Regions from separate parts of the Mus musculus genome. Here region 2 is linked to region 1. Evidence: chromatin contacts called from public HiChIP or PLAC-seq data. All regions are on one chromosome and are shown on one strand. Each heading gives the region's core, a stretch centred on a gene start, on an enhancer-like site or on the middle of the called end of the contact. The rest is flanking DNA. Distances are from core to core; before and after follow the strand shown. Region 1 overlaps Cd86 (CD86 antigen). Region 2 overlaps Hcls1 (hematopoietic cell specific Lyn substrate 1).

Region 1 (7,373 bases), core at 4,242-6,741:
TAAGGCCTAAGGTTTAAGGACAGCTGGGGTGTGGCTTAAGATAAAAGCAGGAAGTGGAAGGAGGCCACACAAGGAGGGGCCAAGCTGAAGCAAAGCTGAGTCATTCAGAAGCAGAGCCACTTGTCATTGCCTCAGGAGGAAGAGCTAGGAGGAATAGCCTGGTAACGCGCATCCATGACCTTCAGCCTGCACTGCTAGGCATGAATCTGGCCTCTCTGTTTAGGAGCTGTGTTGATCTTAGTCAATTACTTAGCTGTCTCAGCACTTTAGGGACCTTGTCTTAAAATGAGGAATAATGATGAAATCTAATGCAGCAAGTTATTGTGGTTTTTAAATGAATTGCTATTTATAAAGTGCTCAGAACTTTATAAGTACCTGAACTAAACACACACACGTACACACAACGTACACACACACAAGTGTAGATGCGCACACATGTATACACCACACACATACACACACAGATGTATACACAAAGGCACACACATGCACACACAGGCAAACATGCATGCAGATACATATATACATGACACACAAACACCACACACACACAGACACGCACAGAGACATGCATGCATGCATGCACACATATTGAGTCACGTCCAGATACATAGACAGACAGAGAGAGAGAGAGAGAACACACAAATGCATACACACATACAAACTATCTTTATGTTCCTCACCTCTGATATTTGTGTGTGTACACATCTCCCCAGGAGCTGAGACTCTGGGTCACTGGCCCTGGCAGGTGAAAGCTGCCATTCTCATCTACGTTGATGAATAGCTAGGTGAACACCTGTAGACATCATCTGGTGGCCTCTGCAAGCCTTGAGTGCTAAGCAGAAAGCACAAATCACAAAAGGACTGTATCTGCTGAGGTCTAAAGGGATATCTCTTCATAATACTCAACTCCTCCTCTTTACCCTGCCAGGGCTAGGGGCAGTGGCCAAGGGACTGTTGTGTGACAATTATAGAGGAGGTGATTTTGTGGCTGAGCTGGTTAGTCAGAGGCCAGGTGGTCAGGGGTGGCCTGCAGCTGCTGCAGGCACACCGGAAGCTCACCTATCCTGTCTGCTGATCACCAAGACTGAGATGGCTTCTCTGTCAGCACTGAGGTAGAGAAAGTGAGTACAGGAAAGAGTGGGCCAGCAGAAACAAAATGGCATTCAGTTGCAGGATGCATGGCAAGGCCTCCAGCCAGCTGTTTATGGGTGCATCCCAGAGAGCAGAGAGCCAGGAAGGGCTGAATTCAGGGAGGCCTCACAGTTCTAAACTTTAGTGAGCTTTTTAGAAAAAATAACACATAATTCAAATGCAAGATGTCACCCAGCAGGAGACAGTGATGTCGGGGGTGGGGGGGAGGCAATCGTAATTAATTGTGGCTATCTTATCCAAATCTTACCAAGTTGTAAGATATGTGATATAGTGCTGAGGTCCTCCTGGGGTCCTTAGGGGTTAGAAAGGGGGAGCCTGTGTGAGGGGGAGCCCTGAAGCATTAGCTTAGTTAACTTTAGCTTGGTACAGTGGCTGGCATGATTAACTGGAGGTCCAGAGTCACAAAGCATGACCAGTATGAGTTAGGGCACAGGCTAAGGAAGAAGGATGTGGTGGTGAGCCAGTATTACAAGAAGAAGCCTTTGAAAGCTGTCAGCAATTTTCTAAGGGCTTGAGAATACTGAAAATGGGGACTGAAAAGACCAGATGTGTGTGTGTGTGTGTGTGTGTGTGTGTGTGTGTGTGTGTGTGTGTGTGTGGAGTCAAGTTAGAGGCTTTACTGTCATGGCTCTCTTTACCCCTCTAAGAGTCCTGGACAGGACACTCCACCTTGTGCTGTGTGTTGAGGTCCTGGGGGTTTGGTTGTAGAGGAGGAAGATGCCCAGACAGCTGGCCATGGTCCTGATCCTTCCGTACTCTCTAGGAAAGCTATTTGCTATGGAGTCTTCGGCAACTCAAGTCAAACGTGAGCAAACCATACCAACAACTCTCAGGCCTGGGCTTTCAGTGCTCTGACTCACTGAATGACAGCAGAAGGACTCCAGGACTTTACACAGAAAAGGGTTCTTACCTGAGATCAGCAAGACTGTCACAAAGATAAGGATTGCCAAGCCCATGGTGCTGGAGTTTAAAAAGACAAGATAAAACTTAGTTAGAAAGTGAGACTGAAAACAATTGTTCACTGAAACATGAACTAGAAAGAGTATTTAAAATTCGTGTAGGTTCCCACATTCACTGAAGTCATTTCTCCCCACCTAGCTCCATACACAGGCCATATTTCCCAGCCTCCTTTGCAGTGAGGCAGGCCATGATACTGGGGGCAGAAAATATGTCTGCTGCTTCTAAACATGGTAACAGCGGTCTCCTTCCTCCTCCCTCTTCCTTCCTCTCTCCCCCTACCTCCTTCCTCCTCCCTTCCCTCTTCTCCCTCCCCACTCCTCTCTCCTTTTCCTTCCCAGACTCAGGAAATCTCAAGAAAAAGTGCAAGGGCTAATACGATGCCCACGTCTCATAAAGGCAGAGACTTAAGTTTCCAGACTGAAGTAGTATAAAACAGCGTTCTCCACCCCTCCACACCCTTCCCATGCTGATCGAGACTGTGACATTAGCCAGAAGTACTTGATGTTAGATGACAAAGCTGTGGGACATTCTATGGTAGAGCAAGGCATTACTTTTGTCTCAACCAATGCAGGGAATATGAGAGAATACCGAGACCCTTGAGTAAAATCGAACTTCCTTTGATTTTCCCGTGGTTTTCAAAGTTTCGCGTGCATGGAAAGTCACCGGGAGAGCGTGCCAAACACTTTCCTGGGCCTCGTGCACAGAGCATCTGGCCATAAGTTGAAATGAAGCCTATGTCTAACTACCTGACATACTCACTTCATCTGTAAGGCATGCTAAAGAAAAAACGTCAGGCAAGACTTTATAATGTCTAGTTTCTTCTTCCTCTCGCTTTCTCTCTGCTTCTCGACTCAACCGCTCGATATAGACCAAAAAGATGTTAGAGCTTACTAGAAGCACAGGATAAAGACCAACATTAGACTGGTGGGGAAACAAATCGATTACCAAAGTTTGGAGCAGATCCCAATACAAGGCCGACGCTAACTGCTTACCCTAGGAATGAACCACCTAGTATTAGGTGACACTCAAATTTGGCTTGCAGCGTTTTAATGGCTAATATAAAAGGGGAAACCTAGCAGGTGGATTACTACTCAGCTTTGTATATAAAAGGAAAGTGGTGCTTTGGGAAGACACACAAGTATTATTCATTCAATAGCAGAAATTTCTCCCTTGGAGGGTGGACTGTCTACAGCCATTCTCCATCCTTCAGGTCGTGTCTGTATACTTCCTTCTTTTCTTATAGTGCTTGGCACAGGGCAGTGGGCTAAAACAGTGTGTGTGTGTGTGTGTGTGTGTGTGTGTGTGTGTGTATTTGTGTGTGTGCTTTAATCCTTCGAGACGGTAATTTTTTTTAATTAAGAATTTTTAGAGATTATATCTGAACATAACATGAAAATGCTAAAGTAAAGCTGAGTCTTGGACATGGTAGCAGATGCATTTTAATCCCAGCACTTGGGAGGCAGAGGTAAATGTTCATCTATCTCAGTGAATCCTAGGCCAGGCTAGTGAGCTTTAAGCCAACAAGGGTACATAGTAAGACCTTGGTTTTTTGTTTGTTTGTTTGTTTGATTGTTTGATTGTTTAAAGTAATGGTGAGGTATCAGTTAATTCTTCTGTTGTTGCAACAAAATATCTGATAAAACAACATAAGGAAGGGAGGGAAGGCTTGTTTTGGCTTACAGGTTTGGGTGCAGCCCATAATTTCAGGGACATCATGGGGTGGGGGCAGGGGTGGGAGGCACCCAGCCTCATTGTACCCTCAGTTCAGAAAGCAGAGGAAGATGCTGGTACTCATCTTGCCTTCCCATTTTTATTCAGCCTGAGACCCCAACCCACGCAATGATGCAGGCTGCATTGAAGATGGCTTGAAATAACCCAGTCACTTACAACATCCCAGAATTCTAGATTGGTGATTCAAGTTGGCAGCCATTATTAGCTATCAGAGTGACAAATAGTTGAAAGCCAGGATCCCTATGGACTCTGGTCCCTGGCCATCTAACTTTCTTCCAAAGTGTGCCTGGAATGACCAGTTACCTATTTCAGTTTCTTGCCTTCACTTATTTTAGACAAAATACAACAAAGTAATAACTCAGATCCACATGTATTAGCGTTTGATTTTAAAACACAAATAGAAGCATTCAATACATACTTTTACATAGATGCTACCAGCTTAGGGATTATTTTATATCCATAATAATTAGCACTATCATATTAGCAGTTGCATACTATTCTGCTGTAATCTACTTGATGCAAATAGCCTGATTAGTTGCTCCTAATTTTCTGTTGTAAAGAAAAACCCAAATTATATTCTGCCTCATACCTGCAGGAGCTGGCCACTTCTCAGAAGGAGAATCTCTTGACCAAGAGCTGACGAGTAATGGAATTTTAGTTTTCACAGATACAGAAAGATTTTCCTCCACAATTATACGTTAAAACTTCCACCGACAGGAGACTACTTACTTTCACATGTTTTGGGGGGGGAATGTTTTCAAATTTGTGAATTTTTGATCTGTACCATTTAAAGATTAAAATGACGCTTCATTATACATTTTTGACAGTGCTTGGAATTGAGCCCAGGGCCTTGCGCTAGCCAGGCAAGTGCCCCACTGACTGAATTCCTCAACCCTCTCATCGTAGTTTTTTTAAATATGGTAAAATACATACAATGTTTACTAGACTGATCATTTCCAAACATGCAGCAGCACATGAAAGATTTGCATTGTGCAACCATCAACATCACAGTATCCCCAAGTCTTCTCACATTGCAAGATGGAAACTCTGGACTCAGTCAACAGCGATCGTTCCTCATTTTTCCTTCCTGCCCCCCACTCCCCACCCCGGTCTCAGAAACCACCTTCTGTCTCCATGGACCTGAGTTCTTTAGATGGAAGTGGAATCTTACAGTATTTAGCTTTCTGTGGTGGGTTTGCTTCACTTAGCGCTGCCTTAGGGGCCCATCCTCATTGTAGGACCTGCTGGGATCCCTGCTCTTCTGAAGATGCTCACACCGGGTTCAGCGTCTGTGCCCATCTGCAGAGGGCTGCTTGAATTATGTACATCTTTTTAGTGCCGTGAAGACTGCTGCTGTGAACATGAGGTGTACGAATTTCTCCCCAGTTTTCTGCTTTCACTTCTTTTAGATACAAACCAAGAAGTGGAAGAGTAGGTCATATGGAGATTCTATTTTAAACCCTCTGAGGAACCACTGTCCACCAGAACTTCACATTCCCATCAAAGGCAACCAATAACGGATTTCTCCATATCCTGGGCGACATTTTTTTTTTTTCTGATTTGCTTTTCAAAGTCTAAGCCACATCTGGTAGGTGGTTTCCACTGTTATTTCAAAACAAATTTCTCTTATGAATCTGAGTATCCTGCCACATGATTAATACGTTTGTATTCTTACGCCACGTATTCGTCACACAGCCCTCTCCGCCCCACCTCCCCGCATCCTGTCTTGAGTCTGACTTTCTCTTGTTAAACTGTAGAAGCTCTTTTTTTTTTTCCCATATAGAAATTTAGCAGTTTGTGATAATGTTACAAGTAAGTTCAGCTGCCAAAATATTAGATGTTTGGTGTGAGAACCAAATGTCTAGCTCCCAGTAGCTTTCTCCCTCTCTCCCAGTAACTGTAATGGATGTTAGGGTTTAGCATTGTCAGTTGAGCTATAGCAGACATGGCACGTGGGCAGAGCCTGGGGACCCTTGCCTATTTTGTCACAGTAAGTCACTCACAGTATCCTATTTATCATGGATCTGAAGGCTGGGGCCTTGTTAGGTCTGAATTCCTCCCTAAATATAGGAGTCTGTATAATACCTGAAAAGTCAACACACTGGATCTAATCAGAGAACTTTTCCCCACCTGACATGTCAAACACACGAGGTCTCCAAATCAAATGACCCTATGCTATAAACTTAATTGATTAGTTTAACTCAGGTAATCACATGGAACCATTACGGCAGCGTTCTCAATCTGTGGGTTGTGACCCCTTTGTGGGACTAATGACCCTTTCACAGGGCTGCTGAAGAGCATCAGAAATATCAGATGTTTACTTACGATTCATTGCAGTGCCAACATTACAGTTATGAAACAGCAATGAAAACAATTGTATGGTTGGGGGTCACCACAGCTTGTATTAAGGGGTCTCAGCATTAGGAAGGTTGAGAGCCCCTGCATAATAGCCTTCCAAAATCTCGAACAAATAGTCCCTGAAACTCACTGGGTGGGGCAAACTCTGGCCCTGCCCAGGAAGTCCATACTGTTGCAAACTTCTCTGTTTGGAAACTTGTCTTTCCCTGATTAGAAACATCAGCCTCCTTCACTACTTCTGAGTTGACTGATACCAGCTTTGTGAGTATTTTGCTTTGTTTTGTTTGTTTGTTTTTTGTTTGTGTGTGCGTGTGTGTGTGTGTGTGTGTGTGTGTGTGTGTGTGTGTGTGTGTTTGCAGGGTAAGGATTTGAGAGAGGGTCTTGCTCTATAGCTCAGGTTTGTCTCAAATGCATGATCCCTGAAACTACCCACAGTAAGCCAGGCTTCAGCAAAAGCCATTTAGGAGCTTGAGGATGGCAAAGTTCTACACCTCACACTTTGGCCTTGCCAGACAGTCCCAGTTCCCTAGAGGAGCATCACGAATGCTCACAAGGAGACTGCATACCAGCCTGGCAGACACTCCATTGCCCGTTCCTAAAACACGGACACAACCTTCCTTTAGAAATTGTGTGTGTGTGTGTGTGTGTGTGTGTGTGTGTGTGTGTGTGTGAGGAAGCTAGCTTCTCCACTCTTGTTGGCTCAGAACAGAGCTGTCACTTCCCCAGGAATGAACCGTCCCCCAAACTCCAAACACCAGCAAGGCTTTTACCAGATGGCCCAAGAAATGGAAATTCTTACTATCAGAGCGGGTGTTCAGCAGACGCAATGGGAGAGGAAAGAACCTAAGAATTTATGGGGGGATTCTCTGACAGATTTCTGTCACTAGAAGCAGAATCGGGTCTGAGGGGTGGGTGAGCTAGCGAAAAGCCTAAAAAGGAAGACTGTTCACACAAGAAGAGTTGTTTGCCAAAATTTTGGTAGTATCTTTAATAAAGATGTTTGTCTTCAGCATCCAAAAACGAAGAGGAGGAGGAGGGGGAGGGGGATGGGGGGGAGGAGTTACAGTCTAGAAAGCAAAGTGCCCGGTAATACCATCTTCGCTGACTTTATATACACTCTTACACAAGTAAGAGTGGTGGGGTGAATGACCAAGCACCCTGGTTTCTGA
Region 2 (7,513 bases), core at 2,561-5,060, 310 kb after region 1:
TGATGTTGAGCATAGAAGGGGATAGGTGTGGGTCGTTTGATAGTGCCATTGGAGGACTGTGTGTGTGTGTCAAAAGAAGAAAGGATGGGTGATTCAGAGTAAGCAAGGACATGTCTAGGATCACTGGTTTAATTTTAATTTTCATGTGGCTTTGAGATAAATGCAGCCATGAGTGAAAGTAAAGACAAGAAGCTTCTAATACAGAGGGCATAAGGCGGAGCATGTGCATGTCAATTGGGAGGCTCCCTGCAACAGAGCACATTTCTCGCTGACACTGTTGCCTGTTGTCTCTTGTAGAATGACATCTCCGAGAAGGAGCAACGGTGGGGAGCCAAGACCATTGAGGGCTCTGGACGCACAGAGCACATCAAGTAGGTGCCAAAGACCCTGATGGAAACCCTGCAGGCTGGGGCTCAGGGGTGCAGAAAGGAAACAGCCATGGCTGCGAATCTTTGCATTTATTTATTTTTTTCTAGAATCTCTGTGTACCTAGTATTCCTATGGCTCCATGTGTTTTCACTTTATCTCTCTCATCACCCACATATTATTATGTATCTTTTATATATAACAGCTCTGTCACTTTGGGGGGGCAGGGCAGTATCAACTATCTCCCTTTAATAAGACATTAGGTAGCAGAGAATTGGGCATAAATGCTGAAGTTCTATAAGGCTATCTGTCATATATCTAGCTATCACCCATCTCTACCCTATAAATTATGTATCAAATGCCATTTCATCTAAACTTTTACAGAAGTGTAGAACATGTGTAGGGTGACTGCCAATGGGCTAAGAAGACATCAATTCTGGGTGTGGTCATACACACCTTTAATTCCAGCACTCAGGAGGCTGAAGCAAGCAAGTCTCTGTGACTTCAAAGCAGTCTGGTCTACATCGTAAATTCCAGGCCAGCCAGGAGACTGTCTCAAAAAAGGAAGGCATCAGTAAAATGTCCAGGAAAGGAACTCCTGCATAAATGGTGTGTTGAGGACAATATCAGCTCTCATACTGGTACAGAGACTTGAGACACAGTTTTGCATTTGACTACTATTTGATAGAAATTGGGAACCATTAATATTAATGTAAATAAATATGACATTTGGAGAAGCTGATGACTAAAACCATTTTAGAAATGATGTTTAATCTTCAAGAGAACTTTCTCTTTTTTTTTCTGAAATTATTATGTCAGTGTAGCCCAGGTTGTAAAATTTTACCTAGTCTGCATGAAGTCCTGTTTGTTCCCAGCACCAAATAAGTTAGTTGTGGGGGTTTCCTAGCACTGCATGGTGGAGGGAGGTGGCTGTGGGAAAGTAATGGATGCTGAAGGCTCAGAAGTTCAATACCAAGGCAAGCCTGGGTTACATTGCATGAATTATAATGTGTTAAAGATACTCTGAGTTGCCAAGAATGCATTAGTGCTTTGTTAAGGAAAGAAATAAAAGCACTCTAAGCAAGAGACAGTCTAGATACTTCACACTCTCTGTGTCTTTCTTCCTCTGTCTGTCTTCTGCATGTGTCTGAATCTGTTAGACTGATTGAAGACTGGATTGTGAATCTGTTTGTCCCCATGTCACTGTGTGTCTGTCTGTGTGTGACAGCTGTGTAACTGTGTGTATCTGTACCTCCCTACAAAAAGCTCTGCTCTGTCTTTATGGAAAAGCATAGAAAGTATCATACAGGAGAAAGAATGATGGATGCTTAGCAGAACTATCAGCAATAAAGTCACTGGCTCCAATTGACCCAGATAACAAATGTCATTGTTGATCAACCAGTATCCATAAATGGTTGCTTTCAACCTCTCTGGTGGGATTTAGGAAGTTGCTTTCAACTTCTGCATTTGATGTTTTTAACAAATGATGTACATGCATTAGTCTGTGTTGGGGACGTGGAAGAGAATGTAACTTAAGGTTGTAGCTGTGCATTACCTTTGGTGGTAAGAACTGACCACATGGCAAGTAAGTCCTGTTGTTACATTGTTCTCTTGAAGCAGGTTTAACAGGCTAAGTCCCGTTGTTACATTGTTCTCTTGAAGCAGGTTTAACATGCTAAGTGTTAAGTAGTGTCAACTTTGGTTATGAGATCAGGCAAAACATTCAAAATCTTAGGATTTAGGGGATGTTTTTAGAATATTACATCACCACAATACATGCAACTGTTTCCAAAAGAAAGAAGCCAATATGGGCATATCTAGGATTTTCTATGGAATCAATATTCCATACTTGGTGACTGAGAGATTCATACTGCTCGTCCATAGGCTAGTCAGGATCATCTAACCAGGACTGTTGGTTCTGGGTAGCCCCAGGCTGCCATATTTTTTAGGATCAAGGCAAATACAGGGAATGACATAATATGGGTGAAAGTTGGAAAATCATGAATCGGCACTTCTAAACTTGGCAAGATTAAGTCGATTTTCCACTCCATTCCCAACTCCTCCTTCCACACATGACAATATTTTAGACTAATTTCCCCCTAGATTTTAAGAAGTGTCAGTGGTGACCACATTGCACCAGCCACAGACTTGGCACAAACTTGTGTAGATCTGGAATGTCTCTGAATACGGTAGAGACCTAAATGGTTTAATGTAAGTAGCTATACTGAATACTTTTTATTTCATTTATTTATTTTTATATGTATGGGTCTTTTTTCAGTATACGTGTTTATGTACCACGCGTGGCTAAGTTGCCCATGGTACAGATGCTCTGGAGCTGGAGTTACAGATTGTTGTAAGCTGTCATGTGGGTGCCGGGGATCAAACCCAGGTCCTCTGGAAGGGCAGCCAGTGCTTTTAACCCCTCAGCCATCTCACCAGTCCCAAGTGAGTGTTACTCTTAAACGAATCAAGCAATACTGGAAAGCATGTAGAGTGACAAAGAAAAAGCAGAAACAAGGAGTTTCCCAGAAGCTCCCTGAGCGCTCACAGATGAAGAAGGTCAAAGCTCTTTTCTCCTCTGAGTGAAGCCCCCACTCTCTGGTGTTCTGGGAAGTGCTGACCTGAGAGAGCACTCCCATGCTGCTTTCCCTCCCATGTGCCTGCATCTTGTGTGTCAGCTAGGAGTAGGACATTTTAAGGACTACTTCTAAAACCCTGCTGTGAGCCGGTAGGAAGAGCTTGCGTTCTGAAGATTTTGATTTCGTTCCCAGCTCTGTCATCATTAGTGGTGTGAACTCAGTCACAGCTAATGTCTTAGTGGCCCATTTTATTAACTCATGGGGATAATGACAGCTACTCTGGATTGAATAGTATATGTGACTGACTGTCTGCTGGCCCTCTTAGTACTACTTAGCACTTTGGTTCTATCTATACGCTGTTAATGTAGATGAGCTTTATCTGATTTCTATCCCCAAAACCTAACACAAGTGTGCAGCAGCTAATACCTTCCTACTTCCTAAATAGCTTTTAATCAAATGGCTGTATTGCATACCACGTCATTTTCACACGGTGGTGACTCTGCATATCTCCTTGTTAACCTAACCAGATCTATATCCACTATAGTAAATGTTGGAGATGGTTTCACAAAAGCTTGTTCCATTCCTATTTGTTAAAGCCTTCTACACGCAAAAGCTGGGACCCTGCTGGGAATGGGCTAAGTGACCTTGGACAAATCTTTTCTGCTCTCTGATCTTCAGTTTTCCCATCTAGATCAAACAGTCCTCGGGGGCATTTCAGCATAAAGTCTGTAATATCCTTTGGATGGTCCCACTAAGCCACCCTTGATGGCCAAGTGGAAATCACCAAGACCCTGGGAGTGGAGGGGAAATTGGAGAGGAGAGTTCTTGCCAGACTGAGCTGACTCAAAACAGGAAAAGGAAGTGACTGTGCTTCTTGGTAGGCGTGAGACCCGCCCCCCTCACCACTGTGTTTCTTTTTAGGTCAGCCTTGAATAAATTTAGTCTGGGGACGGCTTTCTAATTCAGAGACTAGCTTAAGCAATTCTACCCGTCTCTTATCAGTGTATAGAGAAATGACCCCACTATCAAGGCTATTACCCTCTCTCCTCTCTGTGTTTGTCTATGCCTGGAAGAGGAAGAGATCCTTACTACCCTCAAACAGTAATCCTTAAACTCTCTGTGGGAGAGGACAAATGCTTTTATCTGCTGTTTTCCTATTATCAAATGTATTATAGATTGATACATTTGTGTAATAAAATATAACTGATTGAAAAACAATGACGAAGAAAATACAAGCACAATTTTTATCTTGTAATCAACAGATACAAGATCACCATGTAAGACTGGTATTCACGTTTCTAAAGTCAGACTTTTGATTTTTATCTGATTTCATTGAGGAAAAGAAGCAGGTCAGCTCCCTGACTGTGCTGTGAGCATTACATTGGACAAGGCCTTTGGTGCGTCCTGAAGTCTTAAGATTAGGTTTCAGTGAGAAATAGCTGTAGCTGCCTCAGGGGCTTAGCCAATATTATGCCCTACAACTTTACACAAAGTGCAAATAAAGAACTGCAGAGGACCAGGGACTGGTGCCAGCTCTGCTATGCCAGCACCAGGGCAGTAAAGGGAATAGTTTCACCACTCTGCTGTTGTTTATCCATATGACTGGAGATAATAGTCCTGACTCTCCTTACCTCGCCGTGAAGAGCCGCGGCTATGCCATGAGAACAAAAGGTCTCATTATTGAGTTGTGGCTTGTCATGCAGTCATGCATGTCTATTATAGATGATGATGTCATTCTGCTAGCACAGAAAAGTAAGGTATTCATTCTTGATTTTAACAATTTGTCTAAGGCTATAGACATAAAATAGACAGATAATAATTTGAATTCAGCTCAATCTGAATCTAAGGGCTAAGTACTTAGCCACTATGTCATATTGTTTTTAATAAACATAATTTGTCATGTCCACAATTCTCTTTTGAAAGGCAATCTGAATTCCCGTGATCAACTGCCCCCTTTCCCTAGGATTGCTCTCCTCTTTAAAGCCGCTGAGTATATTTAGTCCGGCTTTAACAAGATGCCATACTCACTGCATAGGCATGGACCTCTTTAGGAGTACGTAAAAGCCATCATTCCCTTAATACAGCTTATTTTAAAAACTCAGTGCTGTTAATGTGTAATAATTATAAACCAGTGAATTTTGATAACACTACAAGGAACCACCAATACGGTGAGGACAGAGAAGATTTCAGGCACACTAGCAGTCCTGTGTGTGTCTGTAGTCAGTGCCCCTTGCTGAATATACAAGCACTGACTTATTTTCCATCCATGTGGCATAGGTACTAGGGTCTCTCTAAAGTTTCAGTAAATAAATAACAAAGACTGTTCATCTCTTTTGTGTTGGTTTTCTTTTATTCAGCATGTTTTTGAACTCTGGTTAGAGAGTTGTATATATTGGTCTTTTATTTCCCGTTACTGTCAAACAGTATCTATTGTGTAGCTATGGTACCATTTGATTTGTTCATTGATCTGATGCTATTCCAAATATATTCTGAGTGTTTGAGCACATCTCTCTCCTTTGACATATATTTTTATATTTTCCAAGGTATACTTAAAGATCTAATTGCTTATTCATACAGTCAGTGAGTGTTTACCTTTTTAGAAACTACCAATCTATTTTCCAAAAAGAAATTTGTCATAGATCATTTCTACCAGAAATGTATGTGTTGCACTTGTTCCGTGTCCTTGTCAGCACTTGTTATTGTTGGTATTTTGAATGTTGGCCACTCTGTGGGTATGCAGAGATGTTAATTTGTGTTTCTTGGGTGAGTAAACCTATTAAGCATTTTTCATGTGCTTCATTTTCATGTCTCTTCACCTATCTTCTTTCTGAAATGTCTGTTCATATATTTACTCAGTTTTAATGTACTTAATGTACTTTTATTGAGTTCCCTGTATAGTTTAGAAACAGATCTTATGTAAAATGAGTATTTTATAAATATTCTTCCAAGAGGAATGATTGCTCTTTTAATTTTCTGGTGGTATTGTTTGAATGGCACAAGATTTGAATTCTGATGAAGTCTGATTTATATAAAAAGATTATTTTATCATTAGTGGGTTTTTTGGTTTATTTGTTTTTTGTTTGTCTAAGAGAAAAAATTTACCTCAGAGTTGTAAAGATTATCTCAAACATTTGGCTCAATTTAAAATTTTATTTTTTTAATATTTATGTGCGGCATGCAATTGAGTTAAGGCTCTTCTTCTCTATGGATATCCAATTTCCAAACACAATCCAAACTCTTTTTCCCACTGACTTAGCAGATTTCTTTGACCTTCTGTATGGTTGACTTTTGGACTCTGTTCTGCTTCCTTAAGCAATGTTTGCCCTGACAGCACACTACCACAGTGCTGTTATTATAGCTGTGTGCTAAGTCATTGAAATGGAATAGGCCTCCAACTGCGTGTTCCTTCAAAAGCTTTTCCTACTATCCCAGGATTCTATAATTTCATACATTTAGAATTAGCTAGTCAGCTTCTCGGGAAAAAAAAATGCCTCTTGAGAGTTTGACTGGGGGTCCACTGGAGTTGTTAGACCATTTAGAGGGATAGGAAACATGTTGGTAGTATTGAGTTCTCCAATCTATGAACCCGTGGCATTCCTCTACTTATTTAGATCATCTTTGAGTTAGTTTTTCAGAAGTATTATTCAGTGTTCAAGTCTTAAATCATATTTCATTAAATTTGTCCTAAAGCATTTCATGTTATGTTATGACTATGATTTACTTTTAATTTCTGGTCTTCAAATGTCTGCAGCTGGCAGATAGAAATGCAATCGACTTTGATAATGGCGACTCTGTATCCTGAAAGCTTAGTGGTTCCAGTAGCTTCTTTGTGGATAATGTAGGATTTTCTAAACATATGACCATATTGTTGGTGAATAAAGTTTTTATTGTCAGAACTGCTCCGCTTTATGCCTTTATTGCTCCTGTTTCACATTGGAAGCTCTGAATTTTGCTAGATTCGCTTGCTCCGTCAATACAAGCCATGTGAAAAACGTGAAGCAGAGACACTGTGTCAAAAGTCTCCTAGGTATGACACTTGCCACTCTGAAAGCTTCCCTGTATCCCTTCCATCTGTCCACTGTCTCCATGTGTGAGATCTTCTGTGTCCTTGGAGCCTAGCAACACTTCACACTCAAAAGCTGTTTAATTGATATTTATCAAATAAAAAGATTATATATTAAGAGCCATTTGGGATGGATTCAGCTATATGGTAAAGGAATTTATAAGAAGTTGGATTTTCAGTTGGGTGTGGCTACAGATACCTATAAGAAGCTATCCTGGGTGGAAGAGACTGCTTCTCAAAACAAAACAAAACAACCACAAAAACAAAGTAAAATATTTTGTACTTTTTTTTTTTTTGGTCCACAACCTTTTCATTTAAAAACTGTCATCTGTTGGTACAGTCCCCTGATTGGCCATAATTCTGTTGGTACAGTCCCCTGATTGGCACACTGTAATTCAGTAGGTGGATTTGCATATTTGCTCAGTTGAATATGTTTGTCCCAGGCCCTTCTTTCCTCACTTGGATTCTTCAGTTGGGGACCTCACACAGCCATTCAGAAGCTCCG

The links. HiChIP or PLAC-seq counts read pairs in DNA pulled down with a chosen protein or histone mark.
Region 2: an H3K27ac HiChIP or PLAC-seq map of microglia shows a contact between it and region 1, with 5 times the contacts expected there. The contact joins two enhancer-like sites. A contact is called at or near these places in 2 of 115 datasets of contacts at active chromatin or transcription factors (bone marrow-derived dendritic cells and microglia) and 2 of 9 other capture datasets (adipose tissue and liver).

The regions. Positions count from the first base shown.
Region 1 is chr16:36,626,905-36,634,277 of GRCm38.p6, forward strand. It overlaps Cd86 (CD86 antigen), which reads right to left. Exons shown (of 8, transcript NM_019388.3): 2 at 2,066-2,115. Among named protein-coding and RNA genes, the nearest start is that of Cd86, 35 kb to the right of the region's middle. Within about 2 kb of position 5,492, at least 31 of the 459 cell types and tissues checked have an H3K27ac peak or open chromatin away from gene starts, as enhancers often do. A contact at or near this core is called in bone marrow-derived dendritic cells and microglia, where this site is marked.
Region 2 is chr16:36,937,536-36,945,048 of GRCm38.p6, forward strand. Hcls1 (hematopoietic cell specific Lyn substrate 1) reads left to right here. Exons shown (of 14, transcript NM_008225.2): 3 at 298-371. Among named protein-coding and RNA genes, the nearest start is that of Hcls1, 6.3 kb to the left of the region's middle. Within about 2 kb of position 3,811, at least 113 of the 459 cell types and tissues checked have an H3K27ac peak or open chromatin away from gene starts, as enhancers often do. A contact at or near this core is called in bone marrow-derived dendritic cells and microglia, where this site is marked.